Regions from separate parts of the Mus musculus genome. Here all the other regions are linked to region 5. Evidence: chromatin contacts called from public Hi-C, HiChIP or PLAC-seq and Micro-C data. All regions are on one chromosome and are shown on one strand. The core of a region is the stretch at or near the end of the contact, and the rest is flanking DNA. Distances in the headings are between cores, read along the strand shown. Region 1 overlaps Mgat4a (mannoside acetylglucosaminyltransferase 4, isoenzyme A). Region 2 has its middle 25 kb from the start of Mgat4a. Region 3 overlaps Mgat4a (mannoside acetylglucosaminyltransferase 4, isoenzyme A). Region 4 overlaps Mgat4a (mannoside acetylglucosaminyltransferase 4, isoenzyme A). Region 5 holds the start of Lipt1 (lipoyltransferase 1).

Region 1 (3,151 bases), core at 306-2,805, 380 kb after region 5:
AAAAGGTGCACACCACAGTGTCTGACGTCATTATTCTTCAAAATACTATTTGCATTAAAATTTTATTTTAATGGTCTAAGATTTTACTCTATGGCACAGGCTGTTCAAGAAGTAACTTATGTAGCCCAGGCTGGCCTCAGACTTGTGAGCCTCCCGATTCAGCCTTGCAAGTGCTTAGGATTAGCCGTGTGTACTCCCCACACCAACTGAAATACTTTTCTAGCTAATGTGCTAATCATAGACCACAGCAAATGAAGCATTTCCTTCTATAATTAGCAAATGAATGTTTTCCTGGGTCACTTTTGCCCTTCCAAATCACAGCTCTGTGAGAGACATTTTTGCGAAGCGTTTGGTTACATTTCTGGCAGCCCTTGTGATCTTCATTAGATTATGTTTTGATGGCAGGCGATTTCCAAACACACCATTTCTGGAACAAGACAGAAAGCAATTAGGTATTTGTGGAACGAGTGAAAGCTAAAATCATGGAGAGGAAACGACTGAGTCACAGGACAGACTGTGTTAGGGCCTTTGATCCTGCTGACTATCTAGGACAGGCATCACACCGTGACTGACAGCATCCTTCAAAGGGCTGCTGCTTGCTGGAGTGGAATAGGGTATTGTAACTTACTGATTCTTCTCACGTGGAATTCAAGTTTAATTTTATCTATGATGTGATGTATTTTTGTGGGTTTGATATGGATGTTTTTGTCTGCATTATGTCTGTGTACCACATCTGAGAGGCGCCCAGGGAAGCTAGAGGAGGGTGTTAGAGCTCCTGGCACATGTGAGCCAGGACCTCTGAAAGAGCAGCCGGTACTGTCACCACTGAGCCTGTCTCTCCGTCCCTCATGTCATATCTTTCATGGCATTGTGGCCACAAGTCCATAATGCTGACTGCCTTGTTTAGAAGGTGAAATCTCAGTTGAATGAAAATTGACAGCACTATTGTCTAATTAACAGAAATTTTTACTCTGTACTCTGTTCAGTGGCTCATCCACTCCTCTGGATGAAACGGAAACCACTTTTAGATTGACACGTACTGAGCGTTCCCAACTTCTAAATATTTTCAGTGACTATTTTAGGGAAATCTATCTTCTATATAAAAGTTTGATGAAATGCTAGTGCATAAAGAAAATGAAAGTTAGGAAGGACAGGCACATGCCTGGCATGGAAGAACATGGCTTCATGGAAGATTTGAGACCACGTGGGCTGTATATATCAACAACCTGTCTTTAGGAAAGAAAAGAGAAGAAGACAGGAAAGTGAAATTGAGCTGTGGCCAGTGTGCTTGCTGCAACTTCCTTTCTAGACTGCTGCGTAGTTAGTGCCTGCCTGGCTGTTTCTCCTGTGTTCTCAGTTAATTTTCAAAAGAGAATCGGCAGCAACTTCCGGAAGGTAAGGGGTTCCTGCCACTTAAATTGTCTTTCTGTGTTTCAGATAATACCATAAAGCTTCTAAAAGAGTTGACAAGCAAAAAATCACTTCGAGTGCCAAGTATTTATTATCATTTGCCTCATCTATTGCAAAATGAAAGAAGCCTTCAGCCCGCCGTACAGATTGGCAGTGGAAGAACGGGAGGTGTGTTCACTGTGCGCCTGCTATTGGAACTGTGGTTTGGAGGGGTTGATTGACCACTAGGAAGATGTCTAGCAGGACAAAGGAGTAAAATTAAATATACGTGCATATTTAATATATTAACATAATTACTATATTAGATTCAATAATTAAAAAGAAAATAAATATTGATATTATCATATTAATTCATCTCATTAGCATATCAATATTAGCATACTTAATATATTTGTATTTAAGTTATTATAGTAACAATATTAAAATATATAACTATTGGTGGTATTAAATTATTAAATTGTGGTTGTTAAATTATAATATATAATTTATTGATATATTTAATATCTGCACAGCATCTTGGGGCTTAGTGCAATCTGCTTATTGAAATGATATGGACATCTTTTCCATATATCTAAACAGGATCAGTACACATGTAGTTCAGGCAGATAAACCTTGAACCTTTGTCAGCTTTCTGTTTTAAAAATGGGGAGGTAGAGAGATGACCCCTCCCCCATGTCTGAGTCTGGCATTAATGGCTCTTCACAATCCTGCCTTAGGGGTTTGTCTTCAGTCTGCTCCGCCTTCCCCTGGACATGTAGAGGCAGAACATTGCTCTCAGGAGCATCCCATGTGGGAACACCTGCTATTGCTATGCTTTTCCTGCCTAAGCAGTCCTGGAATTCTCCTCCGAGGACCTTTTAGCTACTTAATATTTCTAGTGTTTCATTTTTACGAGACTTTAAAATTTTTGACTTAATTGAACTTGGACTTTTTAGGTGGACTTTTTCTTCATAGATTTAAAATGTAGAGATGAAAATATTACAATTGGGGAAACAATAATTCTAGAGATACTAAAATTCTTCTGCCTTTGTTGTTGTCTGGGGATTTTTTAAAAAATGAGGTCTCACTATGTAGGCCAAGCTTCCCTTCCCTTCCCCCCACTGGGATTTCAGGTGTGTGCCTTGCCAGATTGAATTTCATTTTTGTGTTAAATTTTTTTTGGATTTAACTTTATGTGTTGAACCCCATCCCATGGGATAGCAGGACTGCCACCCTCAGAACTCGTAGAGAGCATTGGCTGTCCTGGACCTGGGGTTAGATGTGGTTGTGAGCCACCATATGGGCGCTGGGAATAGAACCCAGGTCCTCTGCAAGAGCAGCAGGTGCTCTTTGGGGCTGAGCTGTTTCTCCAGCCCGTGGGTTCCTTACCTGGCTTTTCCTTTGTGTAGTTCTCCTGTTTGTACCCAGGGCCTCGTGCATGCTAGACCAGCTCTCCTCCACAGAGTTGGATCCACAACTCTGGATACCTTAAGCACCTTTCTCTTTATCTCTGGTCATTTGAGCTGTTATGACGTTATTAGTTACTATGTTACCATGTTACTATGTTACCATGTTTCGATGTTAACGATATTACTAAGCCTCTGCATCCATCTCCCTTGGTTCTTCTATCTTTATGTCTTATAAACAACTTAAAACAACGTATGATCTTCCTATAGAAGTTGTGTGTCTTATGCTAGCCCATTCAGATTAACTTTTGTTTTTAAATTATTAATTCAAGAAATATTTGTTGAGGAGAGGCATC
Region 2 (3,294 bases), core at 345-2,844, 310 kb after region 5:
GAAATATCTCATGAGTACTTACTAATTTTTTCTAGTATATATGTGTGTGCATATGCACATGTGTGTGTGTGTGCTCATGTACTCAAGTTCACAGGTGTGTACTGGTGCCTGTAATCCACAGCATGTATGGAAATAACCCTGGCTGTCAACCTTCACCTTCCACCTGGCTTCATATCAGGGTCTCTCTGCCACTGTCAGACCAGCCAGTGCTTGAGCCTGGTGAGCGGGCATGGATGGCTGTTTTGTCTTTACCTTTCACCTTGCCCTAGAAGCACCAAGATCACAGATGTGTACTTTGGCACCTGGCTTGTATGTATTCTGAAGATTTTAACTTAGGTCTTCATGCTTCTGTGGCAACTACTTGAACCACAGAGCCATCTCCCTAGCCCAGTAACTAGTAATTTTTTATATCAACTGCATATTCTGCTCAATGTTTTTGACTATTCAAAATAAAATGTCATTCAAATTAACTTTACTCTTTAAGTTTCTGTTACTTTAAAGATGATCATTCTATTATTATTACTGTGTGTGTGTGTGTGTGTGTGTGTATGTATGTGTGTGTGTGTGTATGTGTGTGTGTGTGTGTGTGTGTGTGTGTGTGTGTGTGTGTGTGTGTGTGTGTGTGTGTGTGTGTGTGTGTGTGTGTGTGTGTGTGTGTGTGTGTGTGTGTGTGTGTGTGTGTGTGTGTGTATGTGTATGTGTGTGTGTGTTTGTATTGGCATGCACGCGCACAAACACTGCTTGGGATTGAATCTGTGATAACTAGAAATTTTCAGGTATGAACGTGACTCTGTTGGATTTGTATTGACTAGCAATGTCACAGAACCAAAACAGTATTAACATGGAGAAAACAGGCACTCCTTATTTTACTGTATTGGATGTTGTTGCAAATGCTACATTCCTTTGCAAATTGATCCACCAAGCTCCTGACAGTTTTCCCAACAGTTTGGATGATCATTAATACTCTCCATCAAATTTTTCTTTTAGTGGTGTTCAGGGTCAAGCCTGGGGCCTGGAGCCTGCTAGGCAAAGTCTCTGCCGCTGAACTGAACGACCAGATCATTAACATATTTTTAAAGTAAGGTGTGCACGTTGCTTTTTTCTTCCTCTATATAATATTGTTACACATTTACATGGCTAAAGTACAGGGTAAACCTAACTTCTGGGTGCACCAGGAAACCAGAGCCAGACTGAATGACTCACTTCCTGGAATATTTGCTTCAGTAATCTAGAGTGGACACTGTATCTCCCAGGTGTGCCTGTTGTGCCAGGAACTATTCAGGAACCCAAAAAGACCACCAAGGAGCCATTTCCAATATAATCATATTAGGATCTCTTTATTGCAAACTCCAGTTTGGGCTTACTCACCACTGGCCCACAGGAGACTTTGGCGAAGCAGCCCTGAACTCTCATGGGGACAAAAGTTTTATAGGAAATGGAAGCAGTGAGGGGTGGTCCAGCTCGGCAAGTGTCTGTCATAAGCTGACAGGTGGGTGCTCTGAAGCAAGACCGGATACAATCATGAACAGTCTGAAAGTACATCTGAAACAATCAGATTAATCTTTGATTAACTGTTGCTAGAAACTAGCTAGGGAGTGTCTGGGCAAGGACAAGGACAAGCTTTTGAGTCCTTCCTGGTAGTTGGGTGCAGCTTGGGTTCAGTTTCAGGCCAAGTTCTCAGTCTCTCTCTCTCTCTCTCTCTCTCTCTCTCTCTCTCTCTCTCTCTCTCTCTCTCTCTCTCTCTAGGTAGAGGCCAGTTCCAAGAGAGAGTAGGTTTGACCTCCCATCCCTAGGCTATTTACAAAGTTCCCCAAATATCCCGTGCTTTAAAAATCTATTTCCCTTCCCCCCTCCCCCAGCTCCCAACCACCATGCTTTTGCGTGTATGGTCCAGGTCTCTTAAAAACACTGCTGGGGCTGGCCAGGGGACTCAGTGGTAAAGGTGCTTTCTGCAAAATCTGACAGCCTGGCTTCCCTGGACCCACATGTTAGAAGCAGATACTTGATGCCTGCAAGCTGTCCTCTGACCTCTGATTCCTTACACTATAGCAGTCACACCCTTCCCACAACACAATACATACATGTAAAACAAAACAAAACAACAACAACAACACACACACACACACACACACACACACACACAAAACCTAAAAGGGGGAGTGGGGAATAGAATATGGAATGTAAAAAACAAATAAAATTTTTAAAAAAGGCATCACTACCGAGATAAGAATTTAATCATCTAGGAACCATAAAAGAATTAACAAATAATAATAATAATAAGAACCTGAAAAAAGTTGTTAGATTTCTACCCAGATTCCTAGTTGAGGGGGGCATGGGGCATGACTTTTAGTCTTGTGTTATTTGAAATCTTGTGATGTAGTCTGTAAATAGAGAGTCAGAAATCTCCAACTGGAGCCAAGATCCCAAAAGTGCCTCCCTAAAAGCCCAGGCGGCAGGAGAATGCAGTTATTCATAAGCTCATCCCAGGCGCCAGGGAGGGGTCCGCTGACATTCAGGCAGGAAGCACACACAAGGTAATTCATTCCCGAAGAACATCGGCTTGTGATGTGAATTATTCATGGATTTCTCCACAGCACCCTCCAGTTGACATCAGGGCAGGACTTAAAGTCCCTCCCAACTCTCCTGCTGGGCATTTAGACACAAACAGGGTCACCACCCATCCTAGCACGGGCCTGTCAAACCACTGACACCTAACTGGCCATTACTATTCATTTCTTTGTGTATCTGACAGAGTCAGAGGATTCATCTAGCAGCAAAGCCAGATAACTTAGGAAACAGATGTATACTGTACCTCTTCCCACAAAGAACTTGGGTGCCACGTAACGGTAGGATGGCCATTGTAGAATTTCCAAAATTGTCCTATGGCCAGACATAACAAATTTATACAGAGCTCAAGTAGTCATACCAATGAAAGTCTTAAGCTGTGAGGCAGCAGAGTGTGCTGGAGGCTGCATCCAACCAAGGAGCCTGGGCCAGCTGCAGGGCCAGCTGCCGCCAGACACCCAGCAGATTGTCTGGATTTCAATGTAGACATCTGAGTTATTTTAAATCATGAGCTGGACTGACCTATCAATTAATTGATCCAATTTTGCTGGGCTGAATCATGTTTCTCTGATTTTAATTCATTTATTTTTAATATCTATGTATCTATATATCTATGTATGTATGTTTGTATTATGTATGTATGTATGTATCTATCTATCTATCTATCTGTGTATATATCTATGTATGTGTGTATGTATGTATGTATGTATCTATCTATCTATCTATCTA
Region 3 (2,951 bases), core at 390-2,889, 350 kb after region 5:
TTTCTTCTTTCTTCTTTCTTCTTTCTTCTTTCTTCTTTCTTCTTTCTTCTTTCTTCTTTCTTCTTCTTCTTTTTCTTTTGTTTTTTTGAGACAGGGTTTCTCTGTATAGCCCTGGCCGTCCTGGAGCTCACTCTGTAGACCAGGCTGGCCTTGAACTCAGAAATCCACTTGCCTCTGCCTCCCAAGTGCTGGGGTTAAAGGCATGGGCCACCACTGCCTGGCTCAAACTTGCATCTTCTTAAAGCATGGTAAATGTTTTTAACATTAGTCATTTATTTCTTCAGCCCCTTAATTAAAGTTTTTTTTCTTTAGTGTGTCTGCCTATATGTGTATATTTACATATGTGCTGGTGTGTGTGTGTGTGTGTGTGTGAGAGAGAGAGAGAGAGAGAGAGAGAGAGAGAGTGAGTTCAGGCCAGTGGACCATGTCAGGTTTTGTTCCTTGGAAATGAGTCATTTTTTTTTTTTTTTTTTTTATAAAAAGACAGTCTCTTACTAGCCTGCAGCTTGCCTAATAGGCTAGAGACCTGGGGATTCTCCTGTCTCTGCCTCCCCAGTGTGGTTTCTGAGGATTCAGCTCTGGTCCTTGTGTTCCCAAGACTAGTACTTTACTGACTGAGCTATCTCCTCTACCCTAGGTTTTTCTTACAGAGCACAGAAAGCTGAGCAGAGTAGGAGAGACTAAAAGTGAGCCCAAGGTTTGTAGTACCCCATCGTTGTGAGTCCATTTAGGTCCGTTGCACAGCTTTTGAGTGCTGGGCATTGTCAGGCTCAATCTGGGACTAATGGTTCAGCCGGTCACACAAAAATCCCACTCTGCTGTACAGGAGGAGGGGGAGGGGTGCAAATGCAGTATAGAGATAAACAGTAAGCAACTGCTGCTTGCTTGAAACATTTCTAGTGCAAAATGATTTTATATATGCAATCAATTTATAAAATCTAGTCTACAGAGTTCCTTCATACTTCCCCACAGTGTTACCAACCATTGTAACAACTTACAGGGCACATTTTTTAACATTTTCTGTATTAGTGTGTGTGTCCTCGTGCACAGATGGAGGTGGGAGACAACTTGCTGGAGTTGGCTCTCCTTCCAGCACGTGGGTTGTGGGAACTGAACTCAGGGCAATAGGCTTGGCGGCAGAGGACTTTACCCATTAAGCGATCAAGTTGGCCCCAGACTACAGTTTTCTAAACCAAAAAAATTAGCTCCACTACTGGATACTTCAGCATAGACTTGCCAGCTATTTTAAAGACTTGCTGTGCCCTTGTCTGAACACTTTTCCTGGTTAGGCAGAGGAAACAGGTTTTGGTCAGACTCCCATAGGAATAGCTAGGTATGTTGTACTAGCACAAGGCAACTGTTGTGATTTTCCCGGCCTTAGGTGACAAGACTTTGGGCATTCTACCTGGAAATCGCTGGATTTTTCTTGTGGCCCTTCTCAGAAGGAACCAGGTCTTATGTTTCATTTCTTAATGTAGCTTGTATTTAGCCTCCTGCCTGCCATTCTTAAGCGTTCAGAATGCCGTCTGTCTGCTCTGACACTGAGTGATAAGAAGATGAACAGGAGGAAAGCACAGAACCTGACCCCTGAAGGAAAGCTGAGGTAGGAATGAAGGATGAGTCACAGGAGGCCACGGGAGGCCACGGGAGGCCACGGGAGGCTCACTCACCTATGCCTGGGGCCGTGGCTGGATGTCTGTGATAGGTTGTAGGAACAACTCCTTTCCATGAGGTGTCTGCAAAGACTTCCTACTAGAGGTGGTGTCCAAGTTGTTCCTAATGGAGATAGAAATAAAAGGGGAAGGCTTCACTGCCACGTAGGTGTTGGATTGCACCTATGTGTGCCCTCTTGACAGAGGGCTAACTGGTAACCTGTGTGACCCAGCAGCAGACAAAAGAGTAGATGAGAGCAGGAAGTGACCTGGGTAGACAGGAGGTCATAGGGGCTAGAAAGTTCTGTTAGCCTGGAGCAGGGTAATGTCGCAGGAGGTCTGGTGATCCTGGAGGAGTTTGTGACCACAAGTGTCATCATTTACTTCCTGTAAAATGTGTGTGCGTGTGTGTCTGTCTGTCTGTCTCTCACACACAGAGGGGACCGATTATAATGGGGCCCTTTCCTGTGAATATGCATGTGTCTTTTTTCCTTTATATGTAAAGATATGACTCAATTGTTTTAAACTTAAAGCAGTACAGTCAGACAAAAGAGGCACAAATCCCGCAAACCGTTATGTTTAAAATTACTCAAAGCTATCAGTGTGGCAGACTTCATTCTTTTCTAAAACATGCTTATTTTTTTAAATAATTATTTATAATATAAATGAATGTATAATATATTTATTTGTGTGTGTGCTTGCGTGGGCATGAGCACACGAGTGTATGAGGCCAGGAGAGGGTGTGGCACGAGGTTTAAAGGTGTTGCAGGATATTTGATCACACTATGAACCCTGAGATTTTGTTTCTAGGTGTGGTGGGCTCAACCGTTAACACACCCCTTTATTCCCTGTGGCTGGAGTACAGACACACCCTTAGCACACACCTTTATTCCCTGTGGCTGGAGTACAGACACACCCTTAGCACACACCTTTATTCCCTGTGGCTGGAGTACAGACACACCCTTAGCACACACCTTTGTCTCAAAATGAGGTTAAAGAAGGATCCAGGTATGAAAGTGAGGTCTAATTGAGTGCCAGACAAAAAGTAATGTGTCAGAGATAGATTTGACAGGCTAGGATAGGCTGAACTCTAAGGAGAAGAGAGAGCGAAGGGAAGGTACCTGAGGGGGCAGTACACACACACACACACACACACACACACACACAGACAGACAGACACACACACACAGACACACACAGAGACACACAGACACAGACACACAGACACAGACACACACACACAGACAGACACAGACAGACAGACAGACAGACACACATAAAGACACACACAGACAGACG
Region 4 (3,407 bases), core at 368-2,867, 390 kb after region 5:
CCCTTCCCCACTCCTGATCCCACTTTGCAACATTGTATTGAGCCTTTTATGGATCTTTCTAGTTTCTTAGGTAGTATTTAGAGAGTTTCCTATTAGGGACTCACTAAAATTGGTGGGTTTGCTCTTTTCTGTTTGCCCGGCCTCTGTCCCAGCTGCCCTTACTTGTTAGGTTATCTTGCCTAGTGCATTCCACCGCATTAATAAACAGGCTTCCGTGTCTGTTATCAGATTAATCTGCTTTTGGGGCTGCGTTTGGCTTCAGGGTGAGATGGCTGTGTGGTGCTGTGTGACGCTGCCCCTGCTCTGTTAGGTTTGTCCCGCTTTCTACACCGGTTTGGTGTATTCCCTTCCCTTCTTCTCTTCATATCCTGTTTTGGCTTCATGCTGCAGTTATCAGTGTTCGGCAAACACTGTTGTCCTTTGGATGTTCTTCCTCCTGTCTTGATTGAGAAAAACTCAGCTAAGCTTCTCCTACAACTGTCCCATAGACTGTCAGGGTTAGTTTTTGTCAACTTGAAACAAACTTATGTACTTGGAAGTAGGAACCGGAGTTGGTAGGTTTGCGTCCATCCAGTTGACCTGTGGACATGTATGTGGGTGCATTTTTCTTGATTATTTAGTGATGTAAGAGAGCCCTGCCCACTGTGATCCTCCTGAAAATGGTCATACTTTTAACTTTTACATTATGACTATGCCCCATTGAGTTAGCTTCTGTCGAGGTATAAGGTAATGTGAAAGTTCCGACCATCACCCATTCATTAACCCAGTTGCTCGTGTTGAGAGAACACTGTGAACACCGTGACCTCTCTGACATATTTATTGAAAATTCAGTGACTGTTAGGTGTGTGTGTTTCCTGTTGTATTTCATTATCTGGATTTGGAGCTAAACCTCATGCCAGCACTTCACCGCCTCCTGTAGGTTGGTGGGAAGTACTGACGCCGCCGCACAGTCTGGTCCTACAGTTTTGGTCTGCTCAGGATTGCTTCAGACGTTGAAGCCCTTTGTGTTTCCAAACACCTTCAGAATCATTGCAGTGACGTCTCTATGGCAACATCTTCAGTTGAGTGTGGTTTTCTTTGTTCTTTTCCTTAAGGCAATGGTCAAGTCATTGACTGCAAGTTTCTTTTCCTTCGTCCTCTCCGTCCCCTCACCTCCCTCTGTCCTCTCTCTTCTCTCAGTGAGTTTGTTGATAGACTCTACTCAGAAACCTTTTTTCTTATTACTTTGTATTCTACTTGTATTTTTATGAGTCACTGAGGGTATGGGCTTTTAGGCTACTGGCTGACAGGGGATAAAGCTGTGTTCTAGGCACCTGGGCGATAATTATATTACTACTTCTACTACTACTATTTTACAAAAATAAACTTGCCAACTTTCCTTCAGCCACAGAGCTCTTCTTGCTTGTCACCTCTGGTCATGAGACAAAGCCATGCCCTCGAGAGTCTGGGAATTTCAGTTGTTAATATTTCAGAGTGAAGCGGGTGGTTCTTGTATCTGCGTCTCATTGATAACGGTTGTGTGATTTCCAGGAAGGAACTTGGGGACGCCTGCTGACTGTCTTAACCACTCCAAAGCTTTCTAAGGCTCAGTCTTTCCTGTTAGATTCTCACTTTGTGTGCTTTGGGTGAGGTTAGTCGCCTGTGCAGTTTTAAACCTTTCCTCCCCTGAAGTACATGAGGCATATTGCCAGCCTCAGCCACGGCTCTCACTCACTGGAATTATGTTTTCTCAGACTCTTTCTCTTGTTGAATGAGTGTTTATTGAAGTACCACTGTGAAGCAGGTGCTGGGGACAATGACAGATAAATTCCCCGATCTGAAATTTGTACAAGAGTATTTCTTTCTGTCACGATGGCTCTCTGTTTTCGGGGGGAGATTAACTCCTAATTTGATGTACAGATTGCTGAGCAGTCCGTGCAGCACTACCGTTGGCTCTCCGATATCTATCCTGGCTGTGAATGTCTGTCCTGGCTCCATTCCCTGAGTTCTGTTTGCATTTTTTCACCTCTGAGACCTCAGAAGTCTTGGGGCTCAGGGTAGCTGGCAGGAGGAGGAGACACAGACCCTGTGACTCTGTCTTGTCTCTGTGGCATTCACAGCCACAGTTCTTTCAGTTTTGCTTTTCTGCTGCTTTGTTCCTAAAAAGATGCACGCAGAGATGATGGGTGGGGTTTTTTTTTTCTTTAGCAATGTAAGCAATTCAAAGCTATAAGCTCCCTCTAAGAACCATGTTAACTATATCTCAAGTTCTTTTTTTTTTTTAAGCTTAAAGAGAAGGAGGGTGGATGTGAATGACTATGAATGGGAGTGTGCACCACATGTGTGGTACCCGCAGGGGCCAGAAGTGGCAGATCGCCCCAGAGCTGGAGTTATAGGTGATGGTTGTGAGCTGCCTGGTATAGTTGCCAGGAACCAAACACAGGTCCCCTGCAAGAGCAGTCACTGCTCTTAACTGCTGAGCCATCTCCCCAGCCCCTGCACCCCATACATGCCCCCTGGTTTTCTCATTCAGATCAGAATACTTTCTAAGTTCCTATGTAATTTTTTCCCTTGACCCATGGGTTACGTAGAAATGTGTTTTTACATTCTTACCTATTTGAGAATTTCTCACAATCCCCACTGTTAACCAATCTCCACTTCAAACCCTCTGTAGTCAGAGAACACCATTTACGTGGTGGTGTCCCTTTCAGCCTTCTCAGTACTCGTTTGTTGGCTTCTGTGCTTCATGTGCGCCCAGAGGAAATGGATCCTGCCTGTATGCTTGCATGACATATTTTCATAGAGGTGTTTAGTAGGTTGAGTTGGTAAAATTACTAGAGTTTAGGGTTAAAGTTTTGTCTTCAGAGTCCCAGTGGGCTAGCCTCGGCTACACATCCAGATGATCATTGATGGGCTAGCCTCAACCACACCTCCAGATTATTGTTGATGAGAACAGAGAAAGGACTTTGCTTCAGTCAACACGGCCATGTGAGACAGAACAATTGAAGGGCTTCAGGACCCAAAGTCTGTCTCCAGGGCCTGATAGAACTTGGAGATTTGGTAGAAACGAGAAACAGAAGGGGCTCTGGAGTTTGCTTGACAGACTGTCAGGAAATCTGGTTCAGGCCAATGCTCTGAGATCTGTGTGTCTCAGTTCTGAATCTGCAAAGCATTCCTTCCATCCCTGTCATCATTTGAGGGGGCAGTCTGGTTTCTGGGTATGATTGCTCCTGCCATGGGGTTCAGCCTCAGCCTCTGAAATAGTTGCCTCCAATTGAGGGGTGATTTGCCCTGTGATTAGGGGGAAGTTTTAGTCCAATCATAAAGATACTCGTTGATCAGTTCTGTGTCTTCTGATGTCGAATGTAGCTGCTAAGAGGAGGAGTCAGGAGGAAAAGTAGTTAAAGCAGCAGGATAGAGCCAGAAAG
Region 5 (3,134 bases), core at 230-2,729:
CCTTGATACATTAACTATGGTCCACAATTAACCAGCCAATGGCTGACAGAGTCTGCAGTAACTATAAGGCATGCTTTGTCCTTGACAGTTGGGATTCATCAGTGAACTACATAAAGGTGACAAGAGTCACAGGGAAGGGAGACACATTGCCAGAATAAAGACTGTAAATCTGTGTGAGTCATGTTTAAATAGGACTACTAAAATAGTTACACGTGAGTCATTTTAAGGAGTTAAACTAAATGATTATTATGTATCGTATCACAAATTATTTTAGTTATCAGAACACAATCTCCCCACCCTCAGACACGATGAGTGTGTAGCCCTGGATCTCCTGAAACTACCTCTGTAGACCAGGCTGACCTTGAGCTCACAGAGATCTATTTGCCTCTGCCTCTGGGTTGAAGGCCTGACATACCTTCTGAGACAGACTGTAGCTGACAGACAAAATGAAACAATCTAACTTTTGAAAACCTGGTAGAATTCTGTTTCTACAGTGTTACTTTGCATAGCGACCCACACCCATATTTTACTTTTTTAAATGAAAAACTTTTTATACAATGCATTTTGATCACGTTCCTTCCTCTCCCCGTTTTTTTCAGATCCCACCACCTCCCTATCCACCCAACTTTATGTTCTTTCTTTAAAAAACCAAAACCTATGAAAACTAAAGTCAAAATAAGTAAAAGATCAACGAGACAAGACCAAAAAAGAAAAAAAAAAAAAAGCCCGTGGAGTTTGTTTTGTGTTGGCCACCTACTCCTCTGTAGGCGCCTGGGCTAGGATGTGGTTGATATACCCAACTACACTCTATTTTAACAGCTTTAGCTGAGCAAGGGATGGAACTCACTCAGTCTAGGTTTGAACTGTACCGCCGAGCAATCCACCCCCAGCTCTCTGCTTTCATCTTCATTACTGGTGTTATAATTATTTCCTCAGGAGGCTCTTACTTCCATGCTCTGGGAGACACTTCTGCAACTGCCAACACATGCTTCTCCCTGACAGAGTGTAAAGCAAGACCTAACTACAGGCCTACCTTCCTCACAAGGCCTTACCAAAACTATTTGCTATCCTCCTAATAACGCGATCCAAACCTGGAAGTGATTACGAACTTTTAAGCAAGCTTTACTCTTCGGGAGCAGGCACGCGACTAGCACTGAATGTCTTGTTTAGTTTACCCTACGCCGTATTAGAAATCAACTGTTCCCAATAATGAAATTACGTCCGGAGCACCAGGTGTAATCTGCAGAGCTTTCAGAACCAATAGGAGGGGCCCATGGGACGCACGCGTGCTCTCCGCAGCACCCACTCCTGCTCAGCGTGTGCCTCCACAACCCGCAAAGAATTCACTGGAACTGCTTCCGGCTTCACTCACCTGCCACTTCCGGTCGCGCCCGCAGCAGCTTTTTCTGCAAATTAAAACTCAATCAACCCACGTGGAACCCAGAACACTCAGCCCTCTAGACGCAGTTGCTGGGGAGTCCTCCCCAGCCCCGCCCAAGAGACCCGCCCTCAAGAGGCCACGCCCCCGTAAAGCTCGCCCCCTGGATAAGCCACACCCCCAGGAGGTCGTGGCTAAGCCTGAAATAGAAGCAAATATTTTTAAGGTTATTTCCTTCAGGCCAATGCATTTAGAACTAGATTCATTGAAAGGACAAAGTCCACTTACCAAAATATGTAAAGACGAGCTGGGTGATTCCTATGCTGGTTTCTTTCAGCAAGAGTTGGCTAAACTGTGTGGTCCAAAATGGTCTGTTCACACTCAGGAGGTGCTGTCTAGCTGCTGGGGCGGTTCGATTCAAGGCACTTGGAAGCGCTTCAACCGCATTCCTATGGCCCCAGGAACAACAAAGCCAGACTAGAGTTAAGGAATGAGATCACGGACCCACTTCTTGATGAGCAGAGCCCAAAGAATTTGTGGTCATTCCTCGCTCTTCCACAGAAACCAGTCTCTCCTCCTTCAGTTAGAATGGAAGCCTCTCCAGCCTTGCCTCCTGGTACTGCTAACGCAGTAAATGAGCAGAGTTAATTCAGGGTATATAAATTAGCTGCACCACAGACAGGACTCCTGTCTGTTACTGCAACTTTGATGAGATCAGTCTTCAGCTGGATGGTATTATGAGGGTGGGAAGGGATACTTTTCCATTCGTCATTGTAGGAATTTTGCTAGTTATCAAAATAGCCCCACATTGTGTTGCCCTTAGTAGGGCTCCTAAATTAGTAGTCTGCTTCTATATTGTATTCTTTGAAATCTGAGAAGGGACAGTTTTTTTCTGTTGTTGTTGTTCTGTTTTGTTTTTGTTTTTTGTTTTGTTTTGTTTTAATTTCCTTCAATGACCTTCCTTCATTCTCCACTGTCTGCTCTAAGATGTCTGTCTTTGGACCAGTTATCCTCTTTTTCTACTTCTTCAGCTTCTCCACTGGAATGTCCAATAACACTCTAACCTGCTTTATAGTCCTCTGGTGATGGCAATTCTCCTTTCCTGCATTTTATTCTGTCTCCTCCCCCGCTCCCAATCCCCAAGACAGGGTTTCTCTGTGTAGCCCTGGCTGTTCTGGAACTCATTTTGTAGACCAGGCTGGCCTTGAATGCACAGAGATCCACCTGCCTCTGCTTCTGGAGTGCTGAAATTAAAAGTGTGCTCCACCATGCCTGGCTCTGTCTGCTCTTCTTAAAACTTCTATTTGAGTGTGAGTTAGGGTCTCCCCCTGTAAGGCAGGCTTGCCTGGAACTCGCTATGTGGACCAGACTGGCCTCACAGAGAGCTTTCTGCCTCTGCCTTCCAAGTGCTGGGATTAAAGGTATTAGCATGGGCTTCTTTCATTTAATCACCATATTAAGGCTGAGATAACACACATTATACAGCAAATCAATCTGTATGTATGTATGTATGTATGTATGTATGTTACAAAATGTATTAGTCAGGGTTCTCTAGAGTCAGAGAACTTATAGTCTGTCTCTCTATAGTAAGGAAATCTATTATGATGACTTACAGTCTGTAGTCCAACTCCCCAACAACGATCAGCTGTGAATGGGAAGTCCAAGGATCTAGTAGCTGCTTAGTCCCACAAGGCTAGTAGATTCAAACAGTTGTGTTGGCAAGTAAACACAAGCAGGCAAAGAGAAGCGAATCTTC

The links. Hi-C and Micro-C count contacts between places; a contact is called where the count stands out from the background. HiChIP or PLAC-seq counts read pairs in DNA pulled down with a chosen protein or histone mark.
Region 1: an H3K27ac HiChIP or PLAC-seq map of CD8 T cells shows a contact between it and region 5, with 5 times the contacts expected there. The contact joins the enhancer-like site here to the promoter of Lipt1 in region 5. A contact is called at or near these places in 3 of 39 promoter capture datasets (the HPC-7 cell line, embryonic stem cells and hippocampal neurons), 4 of 484 Hi-C or Micro-C datasets (CD8 T cells, the G1E-ER4 cell line, LSK cells and 1 more), 5 of 115 datasets of contacts at active chromatin or transcription factors (CD8 T cells, bone marrow-derived macrophages, embryonic stem cells and 1 more) and 2 of 9 other capture datasets (embryonic stem cells and macrophages).
Region 2: a contact with region 5 is called in an H3K4me3 HiChIP or PLAC-seq map of bone marrow-derived macrophages, with 4 times the contacts expected there. The contact joins the enhancer-like site here to the promoter of Lipt1 in region 5. A contact is called at or near these places in 4 of 115 datasets of contacts at active chromatin or transcription factors (bone marrow-derived macrophages, craniofacial prominence, large pre-B cells and 1 more).
Region 3: a Micro-C map of the G1E-ER4 cell line shows a contact between it and region 5, with 3 times the contacts expected there. The contact joins the enhancer-like site here to the promoter of Lipt1 in region 5. A contact is called at or near these places in 5 of 39 promoter capture datasets (cranial neural crest, hippocampal neurons, neutrophils and 2 more), 5 of 484 Hi-C or Micro-C datasets (B cells, the G1E-ER4 cell line, embryonic stem cells and 1 more), 3 of 115 datasets of contacts at active chromatin or transcription factors (embryonic stem cells, forebrain and pancreatic cancer cells) and 1 of 9 other capture datasets (adipose tissue).
Region 4: a Hi-C map of granulocyte-monocyte progenitors shows a contact between it and region 5, with 7 times the contacts expected there. The contact joins the enhancer-like site here to the promoter of Lipt1 in region 5. A contact is called at or near these places in 6 of 39 promoter capture datasets (the C10 cell line, the HPC-7 cell line, HPC-7-derived erythroid cells and 3 more), 10 of 484 Hi-C or Micro-C datasets (the Ba/F3 cell line, CD8 T cells, the G1E-ER4 cell line and 5 more), 14 of 115 datasets of contacts at active chromatin or transcription factors (the 230-238 cell line, CD8 T cells, T-cell acute lymphoblastic leukemia and 10 more) and 3 of 9 other capture datasets (adipose tissue, embryonic stem cells and liver).

What each region holds. Positions count from the first base shown.
Region 1 is chr1:37,494,300-37,497,450 of GRCm38.p6, reverse strand. It overlaps Mgat4a (mannoside acetylglucosaminyltransferase 4, isoenzyme A), which reads left to right. Exons shown (of 16, transcript NM_173870.3): 4 at 1,438-1,578. Among named protein-coding and RNA genes, the nearest start is that of Gm39627, 7.7 kb to the left of the region's middle. Within about 2 kb of position 1,555, at least 89 of the 459 cell types and tissues checked have an H3K27ac peak or open chromatin away from gene starts, as enhancers often do. A contact at or near this core is called in CD8 T cells, the HPC-7 cell line, LSK cells and 2 more, where this site is marked.
Region 2 is chr1:37,564,856-37,568,149 of GRCm38.p6, reverse strand. No RefSeq gene overlaps it. Among named protein-coding and RNA genes, the nearest start is that of Mgat4a, 25 kb to the right of the region's middle. Within about 2 kb of position 1,594, at least 38 of the 459 cell types and tissues checked have an H3K27ac peak or open chromatin away from gene starts, as enhancers often do.
Region 3 is chr1:37,523,934-37,526,884 of GRCm38.p6, reverse strand. All of the region lies in intron 2 of Mgat4a (mannoside acetylglucosaminyltransferase 4, isoenzyme A), which reads left to right. Among named protein-coding and RNA genes, the nearest start is that of Mgat4a, 16 kb to the left of the region's middle. Within about 2 kb of position 1,639, at least 33 of the 459 cell types and tissues checked have an H3K27ac peak or open chromatin away from gene starts, as enhancers often do. A contact at or near this core is called in the G1E-ER4 cell line, where this site is marked.
Region 4 is chr1:37,476,786-37,480,192 of GRCm38.p6, reverse strand. All of the region lies in intron 5 of Mgat4a (mannoside acetylglucosaminyltransferase 4, isoenzyme A), which reads left to right. Among named protein-coding and RNA genes, the nearest start is that of Gm39627, 25 kb to the left of the region's middle. Within about 2 kb of position 1,617, at least 101 of the 459 cell types and tissues checked have an H3K27ac peak or open chromatin away from gene starts, as enhancers often do. A contact at or near this core is called in the Ba/F3 cell line, CD8 T cells, the G1E-ER4 cell line and 9 more, where this site is marked.
Region 5 is chr1:37,870,564-37,873,697 of GRCm38.p6, reverse strand. It overlaps Lipt1 (lipoyltransferase 1), which reads right to left and starts at 1,479. Exons shown (of 2, transcript NM_001037918.4): 1 at 1,373-1,479.